7 separate regions of the Mus musculus genome follow, and all the other regions are linked to region 1. The links are chromatin contacts, called in public Hi-C, HiChIP or PLAC-seq and promoter capture Hi-C maps. All regions are on one chromosome and are shown on one strand. The core of a region is the stretch at or near the end of the contact, and the rest is flanking DNA. Distances in the headings are between cores, read along the strand shown.

Region 1 (2,999 bases), core at 261-2,760:
ACAGCCAAGGCTACACAGAGAAACCCTGTCTCGAAAAACCAAAAAAAAAAAAAGTCAAGAGGCAAGAGGTTCTGGATCTGGAGAGGGTTCAGTGGGCCACGTGGGCACAAGCATGAGGACCTGAGTTCAGGACTCCAGTGCCCACAGCTGAACAGGGGAGCACAAATCTAACTTCAGCTTACTCCATCAATGTGGGAGGAGACAGAGAATCTCCAAAGCTTGTGAGACCATTTGCCTGGAGGCCAGCCTGGTCTACAAAGTGAGTTTCAGGACAGCCAGGGCTATACAGAGAAACCCTGTCTCAAAAAAAAAAATCTATATATATCTCTATCTATCTATCTATCTATCTATATCCATCCATCCATTGGATGACTCACACCTTTAATTCCAGCACTTAGAAGGCAGGCAGGCAGTTTTCTGTGACTTCAAGACCAGCCTAGGTCTAAAAATGAAGTTGTGGGCCAGCTAGTTTGTTTAAAGGAAAAAAAAATTATAAAGAACAAAATGGAAAGTGAAGATTGATACCTTGTCTGATTTACACACTCAGGGCATAGAACTTACACTCAACACAAACGTATGCACACATACACAGGAATCATGGCCTAACCCAGGCCTTTAAAGTTTTATGGTCAATGCTTAAAAGAAAACTACCCCTCTTTACCATAACCTCATTTAACAGGGCTATTTTTCCAAAAGCAAGTTGTCAGACTAGGCAGGGTGACACATGTCTGTAATCATATCCTGGGGCTACATGAAAAGACTCTTAATTTTTCCATTTAGGATCATCTAAAAATCAGTGAAATTAAGCTAGGCACAGTGGTGGTGCAGCACATAATTCCAGCACTGAGGGGGTGAAAATGGAGGGTCAAGAGTTCAAGGCCAGTCGGAGGATACCAGACTTGGTCTCAAAAAACACAAAACGGAACCAAAGGAAAGAAATAAAAATTAAAGGCAAAGCTAAACACTAATGCGATATTAAGTATCTATGGGTGTCAAGCAGACACTGGAAATACTACGGTCCAACGTTCACTGCGCCAGGCCTCCATGGATGGCCCCAGCTAGCTCACTGAAGAGGGCAGGAGCCCTGGCATCTCAGGATGCCGAGGTTTAGGAGCAGGCTGTGCTGAAGGCCTCCGATGACCGCAGCACTCCGTAGATTAGAGCACTCCAAGATTAGGCTCCTTTCTCCGGGCGACCTTGGATTTAGGGGACTTCCTCCGGCTCATTCTCCTCTTTTGGGAGGCCGGGGTTGCTAGTGTAGAATAGGATGTAGGGATAGGATGACAGACTGCCGTGTACCCCGGGCAGCTGGGGACATTGGACGTGCTCGCCCGGTGACCGGAACCGTAGACAGTTCTCCGACTCGCGCGCGTTCTAAAATGAGGACAAAGCCCGCCCGGATCTAGAGCGCGCGCGCAGAAGCAGCCAATAAGATGCTAGGACAATGGTGAGTGGCGGTTCGCTTTGCCCAATGAGAGTATCCGTTGTTACGAGGTGGTGCCCGGCTTCGGCATTATAAAGAGCTCCACGAGTTGGCATTGTCAGGCGGTGGCACCGCGCGGGACGGAGTTAAGGTCTTCTTTATCGGCAGTGTACGGCGGCGGCCGAGCGGAGCGATAGTCAGTGGCTGCGGACGAGCCCTCGGGGGTGCGAGCGTGACCGCGGCCAAGCCCGCGCGTCGCCTTCTGCGGCGAGTAGGGCCTCGCGGCGTCATCGGCGGCGAGGTGAGCGGCCCGGCCGCGGGCGGTGGGCGGGAGCTCGGGGAGCGCCGCGGGGCCTGACGCGCTGTCGCCGCTCGTTGCAGTAGCCGCTGCGGCCTGGCCGACCATGTCGGACGCGGCTGAGGAGCAGCCCATGGAGACGACGGGCGCCACCGAGAACGGACACGAGGCCGCCCCCGAAGGCGAGGCCCCGGTCGAGCCCAGCGCGGCTGCCGCGGCCCCCGCGGCCTCGGCCGGGTCTGGGGGCGGGACCACGACCGCACCGAGCGGGAACCAGAACGGCGCGGAGGGCGACCAGATCAACGCCAGCAAGAACGAGGAGGACGCGGGGTAGGTGCGGCCGCGGGCCGCCGCCTTTGTTCTGGGGCCGTCTTTTGTTGGCGCCACGCGGCGGGGGGAGGGGCGGGCGGCCCGCGGAGCTGTGCCTGCCTGGCGCGCTTGCCGCCTGGCCCGGGCGCGGTTACGCGCCTCGGAGTTTGCAGGAGTTTGCGGGGTCGACTGTGAGGCCGATCTGGGCCGCTCGCGCGGTGCTTGGGCTACTTCGGGCCTCGGGGCGGGCGGCCCCGGAAGAGGAAAAGCGGCGGATCGCGAATCGGGCCGCGAGGGCTGCGTCTCTGCTGCGTAGGCGGAGTTGGCGCGCAGCGGGCCGGGCCTAGCCTGCCGCGAGTCGAGGGGCGGAGTTCCAGCCTGAACCCTGGGGCGGTCTTGGCACCGGGAAACCCAGAGTTCCTTGGGGCAGGTACTTGGGAGGCCGTGAGCTCAAGTAGATTCATGAGTGCAGGGCACGCTGATTTTAAACTCGTGAGGGGTCATGGGTCACATTCTTGTCCCGTATGTACCGTGTGTGGCTGTACAGTCTCGTTCAGCTGTGAGTTCCAGTTGAGTCGAGATTGCAGAGCGACGCAAGGGTTAACTTGAAAGGGGGCACCATCTCAGACTGGTCCATGGGACTGTGGCTCCATAAGCCCTTCCCCAGCCAGGAAAAGTGTCAGAATTCTTTTACAGCTTCTAAGGTTTGTGGTCTTGTCTCTCACTTGCAGAAAAATGTTCGTTGGTGGTCTGAGCTGGGATACCAGCAAAAAAGACTTAAAGGATTATTTTACTAAGTTTGGAGAGGTTGTTGACTGTACAATAAAAATGGATCCCAACACTGGACGATCAAGAGGGTTTGGGTTTATTCTCTTCAAAGATTCTTCTAGTGTGGAAAAGGTAAGCTGGGTATTTGACAGCAATCTACTAGGATTCTGAATCCTAAGGAACTCAGGCATTGCAGTGTTG
Region 2 (2,999 bases), core at 273-2,772, 1.9 Mb after region 1:
GGACACAAGTGGGACGAGTAGAACTGTCTACCTAAGCATCTGATTCCAGGATTATAATGGAGTTGTTGCTTAATGAGGCTAAGGTTTTTGTTACACAACTAGGCTCCTCTGGAGGCATACAGTCACTGTCAAAAAGTGCAGCTGCCCTTGGGAAGATGAATTACACAAAGAAACCCTCTTCTCTAGGCTGGAGCACAGGTTCCCAGGGCACAGCACTGGAAAGGGAACAGGCCAGCAGGATGTCTACACCCCTGGCCCCTCCGCCTAGTTGTACCCTTTGTGTGAAATAGGCACTGAACAGCCTGAGTAGGTCAGGGCTTAAGAGTATCTTCAGGTAGCTCGTCTGCGCCTGTCATTTCCTCGTGTATGATGGGTGTCTCCATTGCCTTAACTTTTCCAGCGTCTCATGGCACTAGAAGCTTAGACTGACACTGCTATCCTGGCAAATAGCAGGCAATGATGATCTCAAGGCAATGCTGGGGCCAGGCAAACACAAACTGCCTTGAACAGAACATCTGGTTCTTGGAAAGGCTTTTGTCCCTCGCTGCTTTGCTCGCCTAGTTCTCTTCTGCCTTAGGCAACAGCCATGCAAGTCCCACATCCTGGAACGAAAGATGGGCTTCCTTGAGAGGCATTTTTTTTTTTCTTGTTAGTTCCTGGAAGCCATTTCACGCTCAGTTCTGGGCTGATCTGCCACGGAGGTCGGGGTAGCTATTTTCCTTCACACAATTCCTGTCAGTCTATATCGCCAGTGTATTTGAAGCCTGTTGGGCGTTACTCTTGCCCGTACACCATGACGCTGACTCGACAAGGTGGAGCTTGATTAATCCCTGTGTCCTGAATACCAGCCAAGTACTTTTTCCTGATGTAAGTATCATTAATCAGCCCATTCCTTTTCCGGTTTACCTGAAACCACATGTCCTGAGTAGACTATGTTAGCCCTCGAATGCAGCTATAGTTCGTTACTTAAATTAGGACCCCATAATTTAAAAAACAAACAAACCCTGCCTATTAATTATTTTTTTCCTGCATAGTTAGGGCAGGAACAATTAGTTGACTATTGAAGAGTGTAAGTTTTCTTTCTCGGAAGATCAAGACACTGGATAGGGTTAAACGTCTGAGAATTTAATCTGTGCTCCCAAGTGATTGACAGGCCAAGGAAAAAGCAAAATGAATCAAGAGGAGGAAAAAAAAATCAAGGGTAAAGTGGAGATAAAAGTGGACGAGAAAGAAAAAGAGCAACTAAACCGCGGAGAAACAGCTTTAGGAGAGGAGGAGACAGAAGGCGCGGAGAAGGAAAGGCGCAGAGAGAGCGGGAAGAGAGGCTGGGAGGGCGGGCAGGAGCGCGCCGGGCCGGCTCACTGCTCCGAGACCGGGGGGAACGCGGACGGGGCTAAAGCGTCGGGCTGCCAAGAGTCCACCCCCGCACGACGCGGGATAGTCGCGCCCAGCAGCGTCAGCCAATGAGAAGCCGGGATGTTGGAGAGGCGGCGGTGAGCGGGGCGTTCGCTGGCTGGGGTGGGAGGGGGACGGCGGCCGCCGCCATGATGCTTGTTTGCTTTCAATGAAAACGAGGGGGGCGCGGAAGAGGAGGCGTCGGCGTCGGTGGCGGCGGCGTCGACGGCGCGGAGGCGAAGGCGGCGGCCGGCGCGGCGAGGAGGGCGAGGCCGGGGTCCGAGAGGGCGGCAGAGCGTAGCGGCGGCTCGTGGGGTCCGGGGCGGCCGAGGCGGGCGGCTGAGGAGCGGCGGCCGAGGAGGGGGAACAAAGAGCGGCGGCGGAGGCGCTGCAGCAGCGGGCGGGACTGGTATGGTGGTTCCACAGGGCAGACCCCGCTGCACTCATCGGGAGGAGGCGGCGGCAGCGGCGGAGGAAGGCGGCGCAGCTCGAGAGGTGAGCGCGACGGGCCCGAGCGACGTCCCGCCGAGGCTCTGCTGCCTGCGCTCCCCCATCCCCCCCCAGGGGTCGCGCCCCGGCGGGGACCCCGAGCGCGCACTCGCGCACAACTTAGGAGTTCTCGGAGTGACGTCTGTCCGTCCCCCTCCTTCACACACAGCGATCGCCATCCCGTCGGTCCCCTGGCCGCGCCCCCCGCGCGGAGTCCCGGGGCTCGGCCTGGGTTGGGGGTGGGGGGTGGGAGTGTTGATTGACGGCAGTGCGGTGGCGTACAGAGGGCGGTGGCGTGAACCCTGGCTTCTCGGACCCCCGCCTCCGGCCGGTCACGCACCTCAAGAGAGGAGCTGGGGTGCCGGGACTAGGGACAAACCGGTGGCAACTTTGGAGAAGTGGCTGTGCTGGGGGGGGGGGGGTGTGCACTGTGCGGCGTGGAACTTGGCACTCCGTGGATTGACTTAATGCTCACCCTTTTTCTCCTAAAGTATTTTAAAGTCCGTTTAACGCAGATATTGGTAGGGGCGGGGCGGATTACGTGGCCAAAGAAGTGATTATCAGCTGAAGAGATTATTGGACTCAGGACTCAAGTACTAATTTCTGGAAGAAAATTTCCCTAGTTTAACCTAGTTTCAAAGACAGTGGTTATTTACTTTGGTGACCCCCCCTTCCCCCCCCCCCCCCCCCCCGCCTTGACTCTTTCTACCCTGACAACGGTCTTCAGAGACTGCTCATAAGCAACTGTAATTCTTTACTTTTAACTGTTTCTGCAAGTGACAACATTGTGCACAGGCCATCTTGTTACTGTGTTTAAATAATCTGCTAGAATTTGAGTACAGGTAAACCTGTTTTACAGGTAGATTGCCTGATTGACTACTAGGTCTAAATTCTTCTCTGCCTCTGCTTGGAATTTTAACTTTGGAGAATAAATGAAAAAACAATTCGGTGTGTAATAGCACTGTCTTTCCCACACTAGAAATTTTCACCATCCCGCAACCGTTCTGTAGGCTGGTCAAAAGATTGTGAAGGCGTATTTTGCTTTTTGTAATTGCTGCCAGTCTTTTGAAGTTGGCGCTTTGAAGAATACATTTTAGAATTAAAATTACGTGGAG
Region 3 (2,999 bases), core at 159-2,658, 1.5 Mb after region 1:
CTCGAAGGAACCTGCGTTCCTGATGAATCTCTTAGGTATACAGTGCTCAGGAGGCTGTGATGGCCCAATGGCCATGGCAGGCTGCACAAACCTGGCTCAATGTGATTTGGAATTCACAGAATGGCTGGCACCGTAGTCTGGACGCTCAGCCTTGAGAGGCGGGAGGCGGTTGGACACAGATGAATGCTAGAACAAAAGGGACTTGTCCCACGGTGCCCTGTGTTCCTCAGTGGCCTTATGGTAGCTTCCAAGGTTGATCACTGGGCTGTTCAAGAGGGCTGCTACCTAACTCTCAATAAACATTGGGTCCTGGAGCCAGGCCTAGCATCAACTCCAGTCATCTCTTGGCCCTCCGGGAAGGAGCCTGATTGTGGAAGGGAACATTGAGTTTTCTTGGAAAAGGTACAGTCCCTTCCACATTAAGAAGTGTAGCTCATGAGATGCTGGCAGCTGATGTCACCTAGGTGAGGCCACCAACTGCATCTGCAGGACTGTCAGCTGCCACCCTGCAAAACCAGGGCATTCACAGAAAATTCACTTTCCATATTGAAAGATCTGGCACCCAGAAGGGTCCACGTACAGGGGTCTGCTGCAGGGCCGGATCTGGAGTACTTGACAAGCCCTGGGACACACGGGGCTTCCAACAAGTCCTGCTGAATAGATTCCCACAATGCCACATGTCACACAAAGTCAGAGGCTCCCACTCCAGCTGCTTCTGTGTGAGTGGTAGTGCTCAGATACCCGAGAGGCACCCGGGGTAGCTCTGAGGGACACTTCATATATACCGATAAATATGCAAAAACAAGCTTTGAATTGGGAGCTCTGACGGCATCAAGTGAGGAGAGACCGGAGGAAGGGGAGGTCAGGGCATCTTTGGTCTTCGCCAAGAGGCAACTCTTCAGTGAACTAGGAGTAAAGAGGGCAAAAGGAAACGTGTGCTTATGCCACTTGGTCCCTCAGAGGCAGCTGGAGAAACTGAGGCAGAGGGCGAGCTGGGGAACCCTGCTGGCTTCTGGTTGCTATGTGACTTTACAGGACTGTGCACACGTCCCGGCGGAGGCCACTGGTGTCCTTCCCCTGCTGCCTGTCCCGGGATCGTCCTCCCCACCCGCCTTCCGACCCCCCTGTGCCGCTGCGCGTGCCCGCGGGTCGCGTCCTGCTGCCCCGCCAGGCCCGGTGCGCACAGGCCCGGCCGCCCGCGCCCCGCTCACCCGTGAGGCCTCCGCCCTTGCCGTGGCCTCGGCGCCGCTGCAGCACGAAGAAGGGGTTGGCCCGCTCCGTCACCCATAGCGCGTTAGCCACCAGCACCTCCTCGGGCCCGAGCCACATCCCGCGGCCGCTCGCACCGGGCCAGAGCCCGTGAGGCGGAAGCGCGCGCCGCCGTCGCCGCGCCCGAGCCGAGCCGAGAGGAGCCGAGAGGCTGGGGCGGGGTCGAGACGTCGGCCCGAAGGTTGGCTCCCCCTAGCGGCCGCGCTGGCTCACAGCGTCGCCCTCCTCGACCTCTCCTGGCCTGGCAGTCCCCTCCAGCCCTGCTGCCGCTGTCCAGTTTGGAGGGGATCGCATGCTCTCTGCCTACTGTGCAGCCCAGGCGAGTTAATGTGGCAAAAAGCGTCTGGAGAAGGGTACAGCAGCGCCTGGTCAGCCTCGGGATTTTGACTCAAGTCTAAGGTTGGGATCCTCAAGAGCCCAGTTGTCAGGAAGCGCAGCTGGTGCCCTTTGAAATAAGTGCGCTCACCCCATCTGACAGATGGATTGGGGTGGCCTTGAGGCTGAGGTCACAGATGAGCACTTAATTTTTTTCATAAGCGTACAGCAGTATGATCTAGGGGCGCAGTGCCCTGCTCTTACCTCTCCTGGCCTGAAGGCGGCAGTCTCTGACAGTACAAATTCACCTTCAGATCCCAGCCCAGGGCTTCTGCCACTGAACCATGAAGCAAAACTAGCTACTGCGGGCTCTGTGAACTAGAGCCCGGTTAAACAATTAGGAACAAGATAGTTTCTGACTCAAAGGTGCAAATGACTCCGCCTGGACAAAAGGGGCGGACCATATTTATTTTGGTAAAGGCTAGGGAGACAGCTGTATGAGCTGTCCCCATGTCACCTGGACATGGCAGGAGGGTAAAAGGAAGGAGAGATAAATTCATTCTGGGAGGTTTGAGCAGATGTAATGGGTGACAGCCAGAGTGAGCCACAACCTTCTGAAACGCGGCTTGTGACTCAGCTTTCAAGACATGGCTTTCCTTACAACTTTGAAGTACAATATACTCCGGTTATCCTGACAGAGTACACAGCAACCAGTCAGTCTGGCTGTCCATCATCTTACTCCATGAGGGAGTGAGTATGATATCCATGTATGAAACATAACTAAACTCATCATCTCTCAGATACTGGATTCTCAGCCCATTGTATTAATGTGTCCTGATAGTAAGTCCTCAATGAGGACTTTGGACGCGCAGACGAATGCTGCTGTGCTCTCTGGAGAAGTCTACCCTCAAGATTTCGGAAGTAAGCCAGGCATGGTGGTAGACACCTTTACCCCAGGACTTGGGAGGCAGAGGCAGGTATATCTCTGTGAAGTTGAGACCAGCATGGTTTACCTAGCAAGTTCTAGACCAAAAATAATTTAGAAGTAGTGGACTGAGGGATGGCTCAGCAAAAGATGGAGATTGGGGGGGGGGGGGTTACAGCTCCAGGGGATCTGATACTCTCTTCTGGCTGCTGAAATTAACAGCAATAGCATTCACTCATGGATGCACACACACATATACACAGAGATAGAGACAGAGATAGATAGATAGAGAGAGATGGATGGATAGATAGATAGATAGATAGATAGATAGATGGATGGATGGATGGATGGATAGATGGATGGATGGATGGATGGATGGATGGATAGATAGATGGATGGATAGATAGAAATCTACAAAAAATTTAATTTGGAAGAATGATAATAATTTTATAAAAAGCATTTGGAAGTACCTGAGAACCAGTGAGATGCC
Region 4 (2,999 bases), core at 336-2,835, 1.4 Mb after region 1:
TTTTTATTTTTCCCTGAGACAGGGTTGCTCTGTGTAGCCCTGGCTGTCCTGGAACTCACTCTGTAGACCAGGCTGGCCTTGAACTCAGAAATCCACCTGCCTCTGCCTCCCAAGTTCTGGGGTTAAAGGCATGTGCCACCACTGCCCTGCTTAATTTGTTTTTTTTTTGAGAGTAGGACTTGCTATGCAAGCCTGGCCGAGCCTTGAATTAGAATTCCTCTTGACTCAGCTTCCCAAGGGCTGGGGTTACAGATGTGTGTCATCATGCTAGCTAACAGGTCACTCTGGCCACAGAAAGCAGCATTTCCTGGTTTTGGCGTTTGTATTGGGGGTTGAACCTAAGATGTAACACATACTAGGCAGGTGCTCTGTCACTGAGCTATATCCCTATGCACCAAATTCCCATTAATGATATCTCCCGGGTATATCCCTACTAAGCTAAATCCTCATGACCTGTATCCCTACTAAGCTAAATCTCTATAAGCTGTATCCCTACTAAGCTAAATCTCCTGTATCCTTACTAAACTGTATAGCCAGATTCTTTATTCCCGCCCCCCAGCACCCAGACTTTTTTTCTTTCTTAGAAGCCTCATGCAGCCAAGGCTGGCTTTGAACTCTGGAACCTCTGACCTCCCAAGTACTAGGATCACTTTCTATTTTGAAACAGTTTCACCAAGTTGCTCAAGCAGAATATCTTGAACTTGGTCTTTTCCTGCCTCAGCACCTCAAACAGCTGGAATAACCAACCTGTGGCACAGGACTGGCTATAGCTTGTATTTTGGTTCCTAGATGGAGGGCAGGTGGTCTGATCCCTTTGTGCTTTGAAGCCACTAAGGCCTGAGATACATGTACCTTCCGAGAGAGAGAGAGAGAGAAAGAGAGAGAGAGAGAGAGAGAGAGAGAGAGAGAGAATATGAATGTGTGTGTATGTGTGTGTGTGTCTGGGCTGCAGTGAGGAATCTCTGGTTGCAATGAACAGGTTGTGACTACTGCTGCCTCTGGAGCCCTGGCTACCCCTCTTACAGGGTGGGTTTGTGAGAAGTCACCAGTGCTTGTCCAACACCTCTCAACCTGATCTTTGTTAAATTGGGTGAGGCCTAAGATGGTGGGTGATGTTCCTTTATTCAGTGAGGGGCTGGTCATGGTGGATGCCTGGAAGGGGGTGGGAGTGGGGGCTACTACCGGGGACACTATGTTTAGGAGGGTCGGAATAGCATCCTGTGAGACAGCCTGTTTGGCTAAAAGAATGGCTACCTGACAGTAGACATCTGTGTCCTCCTAGCTTCTGGGCCGTACATCCCCCCTGGCTTGGGGACGACACTGCTGAGTCATAGGCAGGCCCAAGCCTGGGAGGTACCTAGGCTCGATACTTACGGGTCCTTTTCCCAACGACTTGAGGCTGAGGCTGGTCTCTTGTGGTCACCCATGTATTCGGTGGGAAAGAAAAGAGTAGGCAGTGGGGTCGTCTCGACCCCGTACCTTTCAAGGGTCCCATCAAGGGGGCTCCAGCGGCCGCCCCAGCCTAGGGGAGGGGCGGGGCTCATAGAGGCTCCGCCCCCACGAGGCGGGGCTCCCCCGTTTTCTATAAAAGCTGGGCTCTCGGCGCCGCCGCTGCCCAGCTGTTTCGTCCGTACCTAGACCGCGGTTATGGCGTCGTTCACGGTGAAGGCCTATCTTCTGGGCAAGGAGGAGGCGACCCGCGAGATCCGCCGCTTCAGCTTCTGCTTCAGCCCGGAGCCGGAGGCGGAAGCCCAAGCCGCGGCCGGCCCGGGGCCCTGCGAGAGGCTGCTGAGCCGAGTGGCTGTGCTGTTCCCCACGCTGAGGCCTGGCGGCTTCCAGGCGCACTACCGCGGTGAGGGCCTGGGGCGGGGAAGCCAACCTCCCCCGCCAGGGAGTAGTAGGTCTGGGCGAGGACGAGGCGGCGTGTCCTCTGGCTCCCCGCGGGGACAGGGTGGTCAGGCGGCCGCTCAGGTTACATCTAACATCCAGCGGTTCGCTTGCTCCCCGTAACGCCCGGTGGTGGGTTCAGTTAAAGCCCCGGAAGACCTGGGACCAGGCAGACGTGGAGGAGGGGTGGAGAGGAGTGACGCGGATAAATAAGCAGCGGGGGCGGGGTGGGGCAGCCCGTGGGAAGGGAGGTAGGGGACCCCGGAACTAGCTCAGTCTCTTGCGTTGGAGTGGCTGGTGGCTGCATGGGGTGGAGCTAGAGGTTGTTGACAAGAGACGAGTGGACAAGACCCTCCCTGTGGGAGGGAATGGTTTTGCGATCTCTATGGAGGACTGTGGGTAGGCCAGGTTGGTTGGTCAGTCTCTCTCTTTTCTGAAATAAAGCCACGTAGCCTGATTGGCCTGGAATTCACGAGTGGTTTAGGCCGTCCTCAATCACTCCAATCCTCTTGTCTCAATTTTCTAGTGCAGGAATCACAGGGACTACTGGACAGAAAATTTTCAGTGTAACTGCGTTATAACCTAGGACCTGTGCAATTCACCCAGTAAAAGTGTATAACGATTATTCTTTCGTATTAGCAGAGACAGGTCTTACTATATGGCCGGGATGGCCTGTATCTCTAAATTGTCCTTCTGAGTCATCTTTGTGCTAGGCATCCAGTCCAGGGCTTCATGCATGTTAGGCCCTCGAGCAACTGAGCTACCTCCCCAGCTCCTTGCATTTAAAAAAAAAAAATGAGTTGTATAACTATTTTCACATTCGGCTTAGAATCTCTTCATTGTTTTATAAATTTTATTTATATATTACATAAAAATTATATAACAATTATTGTAATAATTATTATTTTATTATATAATTTTTTTCCTGTTTGTCATCTTGTATCCTTTCCAGTTCCAGGCAATGGCTGGTCTACTTTAGTATTCATTTTACTATTAGGAATTAGAACACATTAAAATGGCTTTTTTTTTTTTTTTTGGTTGCTTTTTCAAGACAGGGTTTCTCTAGGTAGCTTTGGCTGGTCTGTAGACCAGGCTGGCACAGTGAATCTTTG
Region 5 (2,999 bases), core at 290-2,789, 1.4 Mb after region 1:
ATGGTTGTGAGCCACCATGTGGTTGCTGGGATTTGAACTCTGGACCTTCAGATAGCAGTCGGGTGCTCTTACCCACTGAGCCATCTCACCAGCCCTGTTCTGCCTTTTCAATGCCTTCCCTCCCGGAAGCTGCCCCAACTGCAGCCTCCTGAAGTTTGGAACCCAAGCATTGGCATGGTGCAGGCCCATCTTGCCCTGGAACGCCTGTGTCCTGACCATTCCTTGAGTTCAGAGCACCAGCTACTGCTATTACACGTTGGTGTAATGCAAGGACCAGCGTTGACCCAACTGTGATCTTGAGAAACCTGCAGAGCCCCAGCAGGTAGGCCTCAGATCTTCTGAGGGCAATAATGAACAAAGAGACCGAAGGGGTTCTGGGGAGTCCACAGGGACCAAGGCCTCAGGCAACGAGGACGGAGGCTGGCTGTGGGGAAGCAGAAGCTCCCAAGGGTGACCCTGTCTTATGACACCCATGATATGGCCAAGCTGGCTGCAGGGACAGGAGTGTGGCCTAGGACCTGTTAGTTCCCCAGTACACGCTCCTCTCCTGTCCTGTGCTGGTTCACGCCCTTCACCTATGGCTCCGTCCACTCTTCCAGATGGATCTGGATTTTGCCACTGCTGACCAAATCTACCTCAAACCAGCTTCATCGGAAAAGAGAAGTGGCTATTTCACAAGGAAGAACAGTCCAGGAGCACACACCACACAAGGTGGCCCCCAGGGCTCGACAACAAGAGTTTCTCAGCTTCTGTACTCTTAAGCTTCCTTTCCCAGACTGCTAATGGAAGTTTCCAGAACTGGGTCTCTCTTCTGTCAACATCGGCACACATGACTACACCACAAGTGTGGCAGTGGTGGGGAGTTGTCAGCTTTGTCTGGTGTGGAAAGGACTAGGCTAAGGAAGGGAAGGGTCAGTGCCTGGAGCCAAGTAGGATGCTGGGCAAATACACCAGCCTAGAGACAAGTATTTCCCCATAACCAAGGATAAAAAATATCATTCATGAGCCTTTGGGGCTCTGAGGGGGATGGGCCTCAGGATGCCAAGGAGGAAGAAGAACATGGGTAGGTCCATTGTGGCTGGGGACACCTGGACATTATGAAGCCATAGGGAGTTGGGAAGGGTGTGTCAGCACTAGACATTACAGAGTAGCCCTGGATGGGAATACAGACCCAGTCATCACTGGGGTAGGGGAAGTCAGGGGTGGGAGTCCAGGAGCCCAGAGCCTAGGGTAAACCCTGGATGAAGGGGAAGTCTGAAAGGCCAGTGGGAAACTACCAAGGATGCAGGGTCTAGATGATATGGTAGCTGGAAACACACAAGGCTAGAGGGGGCATGGGTGAGCAGTCAGAGGGAGCCTGGGTGAGCAGCATGAGTTCCGCCACCACAGGACTAAGCACGGAAAGGCCAGGAACAACTGGAAGGAAGTGGTCAAGCTGTCCACAGCACTGGTTTCTACCTTCCCAGCCTGGCCAGGCTCCCTGCCTTTGTGGATACAGTCATATCCCCACCCCTCCCCGCCTCTACTGCAAAGGGGTGGAGAGCGCCGAGGCTCTTCCTCTCCTGGGCCAGCGTCTGAGTAGCACACTGGGCGATAAGAAGAACACCAAAGCTAATTCTGCCTGTGGCTGGCAACATGAAGGACGAAGTGGCTCTTCTGGCTACCGTCACCCTCGTGGGAGTTCTGTTGCAAGGTGGGCTGGCTCCTGTCTGGGAGGTGGGTGGATCTTACATCCTGTAGTCTGCTCTCTTCAGGCTCCTGGGGTAGGGAATTGGGGTGCTGGCAGGCCCAGGCTCAGGAGAAGGACAGGAGGCTTCTAGGCTAGCCTCCTGGTACCAAGGTCCAAGCAATTCAAGAACTGTTGGAGGGCCAAAGTTCCAGCTGAGAAGTCCCCACTTCCCTGGAGCAGGTATAGACACTCTCTAAGGAGTGTCTACAGGGGAGGACCAGGTGAAGGATGGCCACCCTGCTGAGGGGCCACTTGAGGTGCCTGCCTTGTGGTGGGAGCTGGTATCTGTTTGGGAGTGCAATACAGTGACTAGTGGAATAGCTATGGGCTTAGGTTGGGAGAGTCCCAACTCCACGCATCTGGAGCACAGTATCTGCCAGATTTAAGGCTGGGTCCATGATGTCTAAACAGAAACTGAGACAAGAATTTATGCTATTGTGTGGTGGTACTGAGACCCAAGCTAGACTGACTCTGGCTTGTGGCAGAGTCCCTTCTGGCTGATTCTGTAGAGGGGAAACCAGGGTCCCTTAGCCACAGAACGTGTGCTTCCTTGTTCCTTAAAGAATACAGCCAATTTTGCCCTGGTCCATTGCCTACGCAGGGGGTCCAGACCTGCAGAACGGGAGGTAGGCATTTGCCTGTGCTTTGCAAGTCAAATCGTTCAGGAGTAAAGTCTTCTAAGGTTCCTCCCACCGGCAGGTGTTTCAGCCGCGCATCACCCTAGTCAATCAACCCTCAGGCCTACAGGGCCTCTCCATTGAACACCACTGATGGGGCAGGTGGGAGAAGGGCATTAGAAGAGAGTCGCTCAGTGAGAGGCAAGGAGAGGGGAACTAAGGGACGGATCCCGCTCCAGATCTGCGGAGCACCACACCTGACTCCCACACCCCCACGGCCGCAGCCTACTTCTCCCTACAGGTGATCTCTGCACGAAGGGCTTTCCACGTGTCGCCGCCGCTCACCTCTGGCCCTCCCGAGTTCGAGCGCGTCTTCCGAGCCCAGTGAGCGCGGCGGGTCCGGGCGGGTTCGGGTGTCAGCCAAGGTGAACCACGCGCTCACCCAGCCTACCCCTCGCAGGGTAAACTGCAGCGAGTACTTTCCGCTGTTCCTCGCCACACTCTGGGTCGCCGGCATCTTCTTCCACGAAGGTGCGGGGCAGCGTGGGGGCACACTTCGGGGGTGGGGGTGATCCCGGATGGCGGGAGCTCGTGCTCACCGCGTCGCCTTGCATCGACTCTCGCAGGAGCCGCAGCCCTGTGCGGACTGTTCT
Region 6 (2,999 bases), core at 149-2,648, 1.3 Mb after region 1:
AACAGCTTTTATTAGAAAAAAAGTTTCTCAGGCTTCATATTTGAGGATATTGGAAGTCATGCCCAGGATATTTTGTGTTTTAGGTTGCGTCCTGAATCCATACACTATAGAGTTTTGAAGATAACCTTGCACTTCTAACTGGGCGTAATGGTGTGATCAGAAGCAGAGGCAGGCCAGCCTCAGACAATATATTTGAGGGCAATCTGGGGTACCTGACACTACAGTTTAATGGTGGGCTGGAGAGTTGGCTCAGCAGCTAAGTACCCCACTGCTCTGCCAGAGGTCCTGAATTCCCAGCAACCACATGGTGGCTCATAATCATCAGTAATGGGATCCGATGCCCTCTTCTAGTGTGTATGTGAAGACAGCTGCAGCGTACTCATGAGGTCCTGGGTTCAGTCCTTCATCACTGCATACAAAAGCTGCTGGTTTCACTTGAGTGCTGATTGTAATGCTTGGCACTGGGAAGAAGCAGTGCTCACTTATCTTTGCCACTCCCGCCACCAAAAACTTAGAATTCCTTTTTCTTATTTTAACTCCATGTGTATAAAAACACTTGGCTGTTAGCTTTTTTTCTTTGTGATTTTAAAAATAAAACTTTAATGAACTCTAGTAAGAGGTTAAAGGGTGACATGTTTGAGTGGCTCGTGAGGTCTTCTATTGCAAAGCCTCCCAGCATCTCCTATGGCAGTTTGGGTGTCAGTAACCATCCAGAACATTTTTTGGTCCTTTCCTGGCTTTTTACCTTCGCTCACTTGCTTGCTAGTGGCATCACTGGAACCCAGTGCTTTGGATTGGATTTTGAGTGACTCAATTTTATATATCAGTCGGTTTTTAAGTGTATGCCCCTGTAGATCTAAATAACTCCAGTCCCCAGTATTGAGGCTCTTTCCCACCCTCACCCCTCCAAGTAATGAGCTATTGCTCACAGTACCAGTCAGTGATAACTATCTCTACTAGGTCGCTCAAGCTCAAAACAATTCTGATCAATTACGTGGCTGTATGTAAAGAATGAGGTCGGAAATGGCTGACCTCGAAATAGTGTGGGTGGACTAAAAAGATAGACAGCTTTGGACATCTGGGTCTTAAGGCTTCCACCTCACTCAGACTTAACCCGCGTTCCTCACGAACCCGGAAGGGACTGCTTTCAGGGGGCGGTGTTCAGAAAACGTGGCTCTTCTTGGATAGGTTCCCGTCAGTCACAGTTCACTCTCCCGCACTGAGCCCGCCTCGGGCTTCCCTCCTCGCCAGAGTGTTCAGTTTAAATACCCGAAAATTCCTGACGTGCTTGTCCCCCACGCCCTCGGGCAGCGGGTTTCCTTTGATTGGCTAGAGCTTCGGTCCATCAGCAGTGACGCAGAGTTCGCCGGCCCAGGCCCCGCCCTCTTCCGAAAGCCCCGAAAACAATTTTAAGATGGCGGCGGCAGCGGCGCGGAAAACAATGGGGCAGGGGTATAGCGGACAGGCCGAAGCCTGAGGCGGGCGGTGTTCCCCGGCCTGGAATCGGGCCGAGCGGGGCCGGAGGAAGACCCGCCGCCGCGCCCGAGCCCGCTCCACAGCCCGGCCGGACATGGCGCGGGCGTGAGGCGGATCCGGGCCGTCAGAAGCGGAGGAACCCGAAGTGGCAGCCGGCGCCGGGAGGCCCGGGCCCGGCCAGTGCCGCCCGCGGCCCATGGTGCTACCCACCTGCCCCATGGCGGAGTTCGCGCTGCCGCGGCACAGCGCGGTCATGGAGCGCCTCCGCCGGCGCATCGAACTGTGCCGGCGCCACCACAGCACCTGTGAGGCCCGCTACGAGGCTGTGTCTCCCGAGCGCCTGGAGCTCGAGCGCCAGCACACCTTTGCCCTGCACCAGCGCTGCATCCAGGCCAAGGCCAAGCGCGCCGGCAAGCACCGGCAGCCGCCGGCCGCCGCCACGGCCCCGGTTGCCGCTCCGGCCCCCGCCTCGGCCCCGGCGGCCGCGCGCCTGGACGCAGCGGACGGCCCGGAGCACGGCCGCCCGGTCGCGGTGAGTAAGGCTGGCGCCTGCCACAGCAATACTCACTCCCGAAAACGCCTCTTCCGGCGCGGATCGGGCCTTGGGGAAACTTTCCCGAGCGCCCCCATTTCTTAGTCTGGGTCCTGGGAGGTGGCTAACATGGCAGGGCGCTTGTCATCTTCCAGAAGTGGCACTGCGGTGTACTTTGGGAAAACGTCCCCTTGAGGACTTGAGTGAAATCGGGGCTGGAAAAGCAGGAGGTTAGTTGCTGGTAGGCTTTTCTCCTAAACTTAATTTCCAATTGATGAGAACTTCGTCTTGGAGCAGACCCGCGTTGGAGTTGCCTAGGATGTAGGGCGTTCTTGCACCGTAGGCCTGGCCTCGCTTAGTCTGCAGATGTTGATTGGATCTTTGCTTCGTGGAGGTTAGTTAGGGCTTTAATATGGAAATAAGTCTCCCTTCAGTTGACAGTATCCCGCGGTTTCGGAATGGAAAATTGAAAAGTCTTTGGAAGCTTCGGTAAACGGAGTTGCTTAAAAGGCATTCGTTTTCCCCCAACCCCCGCAAAAGGGAACTTTGGAATTTGTGAACGCCTGATTCCTGCTATATTATTGACAGTTCCAAAATTAACCTACTAAGCCTGTTAAAAACCTCTGATAATATTAATAGTTGTTGAACGGGGGAAATGACGTTACTTGTTGGTCAGCTGTGCCCTTTGGTTTTTAGTAGCTAATCCCGAGATTTATTGGTTAGAAGTTTTGCCTCCCTGAAACTGATTTATAAACCGGAAACCTGTGTGGAGGGGCGGGGGAGGGGAATGGGTGTTACAAAATTCTTGGTAGTTTAAAAGTAAAATTTTACAACACTTAAGTTGTTTGGTAATTCTAATTTATGTCTTCATTGTCTCTCACTTGGGCCGTTGTTAAAACTCTTCCCTAACTGGTGGTTAGTCTTTCAGTCACTTAATACCCTTCCTCTTGAAATGTTAGAAACCCTTCTGTTGCTGGAGGGAATTAGGTTT
Region 7 (2,999 bases), core at 310-2,809, 1.2 Mb after region 1:
CAGCATGTAGCCCAAGATAGCCAGCCTAGAGCTCACTATGTAACCCAGACTAACTATGAATTGCCAGTCCTCCCATCTCTCTCAGCCTGTGGGTACTGGGACAGGAGGTAAGGGCTACTGTGCCTTGTTGAAAGATTTAAGCTTAAAATTGTAAAAAGCTGGGGTTAGCAAAATTGCCCGGTGGTTAAGAACATCTGTTCCTCTAGGGGACCTGAGTTCAAGTTCTAGCACCTATGTTAGGTGGCCATCACTGTGGTTCCAGGGTACACACAGGGGCAGACACATAATTAAAACTTGTTTTAATGTATGAAAAGCTTCAAAGCAGGGTATGATCACACAGGAATTTAATGCCAGCAGTTGAAAGACGGGGTGGGGGTGGGGGGATTTCTGTGAGTTCAAGGCCAGCTGGTTTACAAAGTGAGTTCTAGGACAGTCAGGGCAACAGAGAAATCCTGTCTCTGAGGAGAAAAAAAAAAAGAAAGTAGAGAAGCCAAAGGTTCTCAGAATGTATGTTTAGTACATTTTGATGCTATTAATTACATGAAGATATATTTTAAAAATTCTTTGCTTGAGCTAGAGTGCTAGGATTAAAGGTGTGTGCCCTCAGGCTCAGCAGCAGGAATTGCGGAAACCTGAAGAAAAGTGGGTGTAGTACTCAGGTTCCTGAAATACACAGAATTGCACACATACATGGAAACAGATACCTGAGCAAGTAGCCTAAAGTGTTCTCATAGACTATCCTTCCATAGTGGGGACACAAACGGATTTCTCTTGTTCTTCTCAGTATTTGTAACTGCCATAATGCTGAACGCTCAGTTACTTATGGATCTAAATTTTTAGCAAATAGTCCTAGTAGCACTCTGGAGGCAGAGGCAGGAGGACCACAAGTTTGAGACCAGCCTGATCCTAAGAGGGAGTTCTGTAGTTTCATGGGGACATGGAGAGACTCTGTCTCAAAAACAAACAAACAAAAAAAATTGGGGGCTAGAGAAATGACTTAGAGATGAAGGGCACTGCCCAGAGGATCTGGCTTTAATTCCCAGCACCCACATGGCAGCTCACAATTGTCAACTCCAGCTCCAGGGGACTCAATAGACCTGCCTACATACAGGCAAACACCAGTGCACTGAAAATAATTAAAAAAAAAAAAAAATTGGATGGATGGATGGATGGATGGATGGATTATAGGATTTTAAAATTCAGAGTTGTAAGGATTATCAGAACACTGAGTGGAAAGGGAACCGAGGGTTCAGTTCAGTGGGAGAGCGTTTACCTAGCTTGTCACGGATTCTATCCCCAGCAAGGCTAAAATATTAAAGGAGCAGCAGCACCAGGGCTTGAAGCTCCCTCCTTCCCCCGCAGGGTCTGCTCAGATGACAGTTTCTCAAAGCTTCCGTGACCTAGGAAGAGCAGCGGGAGAGCAAGGTGGGTTCCCGTGGGGCTCGCCCTGCCACCCCCTTGGTCTAAATGGAATAGTTCTCCCTCCCAATGCCAGGCGATGGCTGGCAACCATTTTAAACTGGTCAATGAGAATCGGTGTGGGAAGACATCTCACAGCTCCGGCCCTGATCCTCGCCCGCTACCGTCAAGGTCTGCGGTTTTGCGCCCTCTTCAGTTCACTCGGCGTCTTCCTTTAAAAGAAAAAAAAAAAAAGTCTTTGTTTCGAATTATTTGGCTTTTGTATGTTTTTCTTTGTTTTGGTTTTTTTTGGGGGGTGTGTGGGGTGGGGGGAGTATTAGCAATGACACCCCTCTAGAGCCTTGCCAGCTTAGGCAGATGCTCTAAGCTGCACCCCTAGCCCAACTAACAGATTTTGAATCTTGTGGAAAGTGGTCCTGGCTTCCTAACGCCTCAGCCAAGGTCACTCCCTGCAATTAAGTCTCAAGCTGTGTATAAAATGTACTGAGGGCTAATATTCTTTAAAAGAATATTTTAAAAGGGATAAAATATACATAACACAAAGCCATTTTTAGCAGTTTGTTCTGTGGGGTCATGTGGCACACAAGGCCGTCATGGCTCCCGGGTAGCTGAGGAGGACCCTGAGCCCCACAGTTGATCCTGCCTGTTTCATACACCCGGCCAGTTTTGTCCACTACTGCTGACTAGCCCAGGCCTTCATGAATGCCAGGCAACACACTCCTCGACATTCCCAGGCCCGTTTTTAACCCTTCCCTTTCCTTCGTGGTTTTTTGTTTTGTTTTGTTTTGTTTTGTTTTGTTTTGTTGATTTTTCGAGACAGGGTTTCTCCGTGTAGCCCTGGCTGCCCTGGAGCTCACTTTGTAGACCAGGCTGGCCTCGAATTCAGAAATCCGCCTGCCTCTGCCTCCGGAGTGCTGGGTCCTTCGTGTATTTTTAAACAATCGTTTTAATTTATGTGTATGAGTGCTTTGCCTACATCTGTGCCTGGTGCCCACGGAAGCCAGAAGAGGGCATTGGATCCCCTAGGAGCTACAGACAGTTATGAGCAGCCTTGTGGGGGCTAGGAATGGAACCTGGGTCCCCTGGAAGAGCCTTCTGTGCTCTGAATCCTGGAGCCATCTCTCCTGCCCTCTTGTTTTTGTTTTTTTGAGACTAGGTCTCAGCATGTTTCTCTTCTGACTGGCCTGAAAATTACAGAGATCCTTCTACCTCTGCCTCCTGAGCTAGGGTTAAGGGCTTGTTACCCAGAAACCATTCTATTTGTTTGTTTTGGGTTTTTTGGTTTTTGGTTTTTGGTTTTTTTGGGACAGGGTTTCTCTGTGTAGCCCTGGCTGTCCTGGAACTCACTCTGTAGACCAGGCTGGCCTCGAACTCAGAAATCTGCCTGCCTCTCTCTGCCTTCTGAGTGCTGAGATTAAAGGCGTGCGCCACCATGCCCGGGGAAACCCTTCTATTTTAAAAAATTATTATTGTGCACGCATCTCGTGCCTATGTGTGTATGATGTCCACGTGTGCATGTACAGAGGCTAGAGGACACCTTTTGGAAGTCTCTTCTTGTACCAGGGGTCAGACCCAGGTCG

What was found. Promoter capture Hi-C pulls out the DNA fragments that hold promoters and counts their contacts. Hi-C and Micro-C count contacts between places; a contact is called where the count stands out from the background. HiChIP or PLAC-seq counts read pairs in DNA pulled down with a chosen protein or histone mark.
Region 2: a FOXA1 HiChIP or PLAC-seq map of pancreatic cancer cells shows a contact between it and region 1. The contact joins the promoter of Cnot6 here to the promoter of Hnrnpab in region 1. A contact is called at or near these places in 2 of 39 promoter capture datasets (liver and pre-B cells) and 1 of 115 datasets of contacts at active chromatin or transcription factors (pancreatic cancer cells).
Region 3: a contact with region 1 is called in a promoter capture Hi-C map of hippocampal neurons, with 4 times the contacts expected there. The contact joins the promoter of Tbc1d9b here to the promoter of Hnrnpab in region 1. A contact is called at or near these places in 2 of 39 promoter capture datasets (hippocampal neurons and liver) and 2 of 115 datasets of contacts at active chromatin or transcription factors (large pre-B cells and pancreatic cancer cells).
Region 4: a contact with region 1 is called in a Hi-C map of B cells, with 6 read pairs. The contact joins the promoter of Sqstm1 here to the promoter of Hnrnpab in region 1. A contact is called at or near these places in 4 of 39 promoter capture datasets (cranial neural crest, embryonic stem cells, hippocampal neurons and 1 more), 1 of 484 Hi-C or Micro-C datasets (B cells), 3 of 115 datasets of contacts at active chromatin or transcription factors (extraembryonic endoderm stem cells, large pre-B cells and stem cell-derived neural progenitor cells) and 3 of 9 other capture datasets (adipose tissue, liver and macrophages).
Region 5: a contact with region 1 is called in a promoter capture Hi-C map of liver, with 5 times the contacts expected there. The contact joins the promoter of Ltc4s here to the promoter of Hnrnpab in region 1. A contact is called at or near these places in 4 of 39 promoter capture datasets (the 3T3-L1 cell line, hippocampal neurons, liver and 1 more), 3 of 115 datasets of contacts at active chromatin or transcription factors (astrocytes, large pre-B cells and pancreatic cancer cells) and 1 of 9 other capture datasets (macrophages).
Region 6: a contact with region 1 is called in a promoter capture Hi-C map of liver, with 5 times the contacts expected there. The contact joins the promoter of Maml1 here to the promoter of Hnrnpab in region 1. A contact is called at or near these places in 8 of 39 promoter capture datasets (the 3T3-L1 cell line, the C10 cell line, cranial neural crest and 4 more), 2 of 484 Hi-C or Micro-C datasets (embryonic stem cells and muscle stem cells), 7 of 115 datasets of contacts at active chromatin or transcription factors (embryonic forebrain, embryonic stem cells, forebrain and 4 more) and 1 of 9 other capture datasets (macrophages).
Region 7: a contact with region 1 is called in a promoter capture Hi-C map of liver, with 6 times the contacts expected there. The contact joins the enhancer-like site here to the promoter of Hnrnpab in region 1. A contact is called at or near these places in 10 of 39 promoter capture datasets (3T3-L1-derived adipocytes, the C10 cell line, cranial neural crest and 4 more), 7 of 115 datasets of contacts at active chromatin or transcription factors (the 230-238 cell line, cardiomyocytes, embryonic forebrain and 4 more) and 2 of 9 other capture datasets (adipose tissue and macrophages).

Annotation. Positions count from the first base shown.
Region 1 is chr11:51,605,392-51,608,390 of GRCm38.p6, reverse strand. It overlaps Hnrnpab (heterogeneous nuclear ribonucleoprotein A/B), which reads left to right and starts at 1,510. Exons shown (of 8, transcript NM_001048061.1): 1 at 1,510-1,724; 2 at 1,805-2,051; 3 at 2,762-2,930. The coding sequence starts at 1,828.
Region 2 is chr11:49,711,245-49,714,243 of GRCm38.p6, reverse strand. It overlaps Cnot6 (CCR4-NOT transcription complex, subunit 6), which reads left to right and starts at 1,522. Exons shown (of 12, transcript NM_212484.2): 1 at 1,522-1,890. Gm36411 (a long non-coding RNA gene) reads right to left here and starts at 772. Exons shown (of 4, transcript XR_879826.3): 1 at 1-772.
Region 3 is chr11:50,129,769-50,132,767 of GRCm38.p6, reverse strand. Tbc1d9b (TBC1 domain family, member 9B) reads right to left here and starts at 1,408. Exons shown (of 22, transcript NM_001290760.1): 1 at 1,212-1,408. The coding sequence starts at 1,329.
Region 4 is chr11:50,209,406-50,212,404 of GRCm38.p6, reverse strand. Sqstm1 (sequestosome 1) reads left to right here and starts at 1,585. Exons shown (of 8, transcript NM_011018.3): 1 at 1,585-1,852. The coding sequence starts at 1,648.
Region 5 is chr11:50,237,072-50,240,070 of GRCm38.p6, reverse strand. It overlaps Ltc4s (leukotriene C4 synthase), which reads left to right and starts at 1,539. Exons shown (of 5, transcript NM_008521.2): 1 at 1,539-1,693; 2 at 2,631-2,730; 3 at 2,807-2,877; 4 at 2,973-2,999. The coding sequence starts at 1,636.
Region 6 is chr11:50,290,735-50,293,733 of GRCm38.p6, reverse strand. Maml1 (mastermind like transcriptional coactivator 1) reads left to right here and starts at 1,398. Exons shown (of 5, transcript NM_175334.3): 1 at 1,398-2,008. The coding sequence starts at 1,673.
Region 7 is chr11:50,370,096-50,373,094 of GRCm38.p6, reverse strand. No RefSeq gene overlaps it. Among named protein-coding and RNA genes, the nearest start is that of Hnrnph1, 6.1 kb to the left of the region's middle. Within about 2 kb of position 1,559, at least 159 of the 459 cell types and tissues checked have an H3K27ac peak or open chromatin away from gene starts, as enhancers often do. A contact at or near this core is called in adipose tissue, embryonic forebrain, forebrain and 2 more, where this site is marked.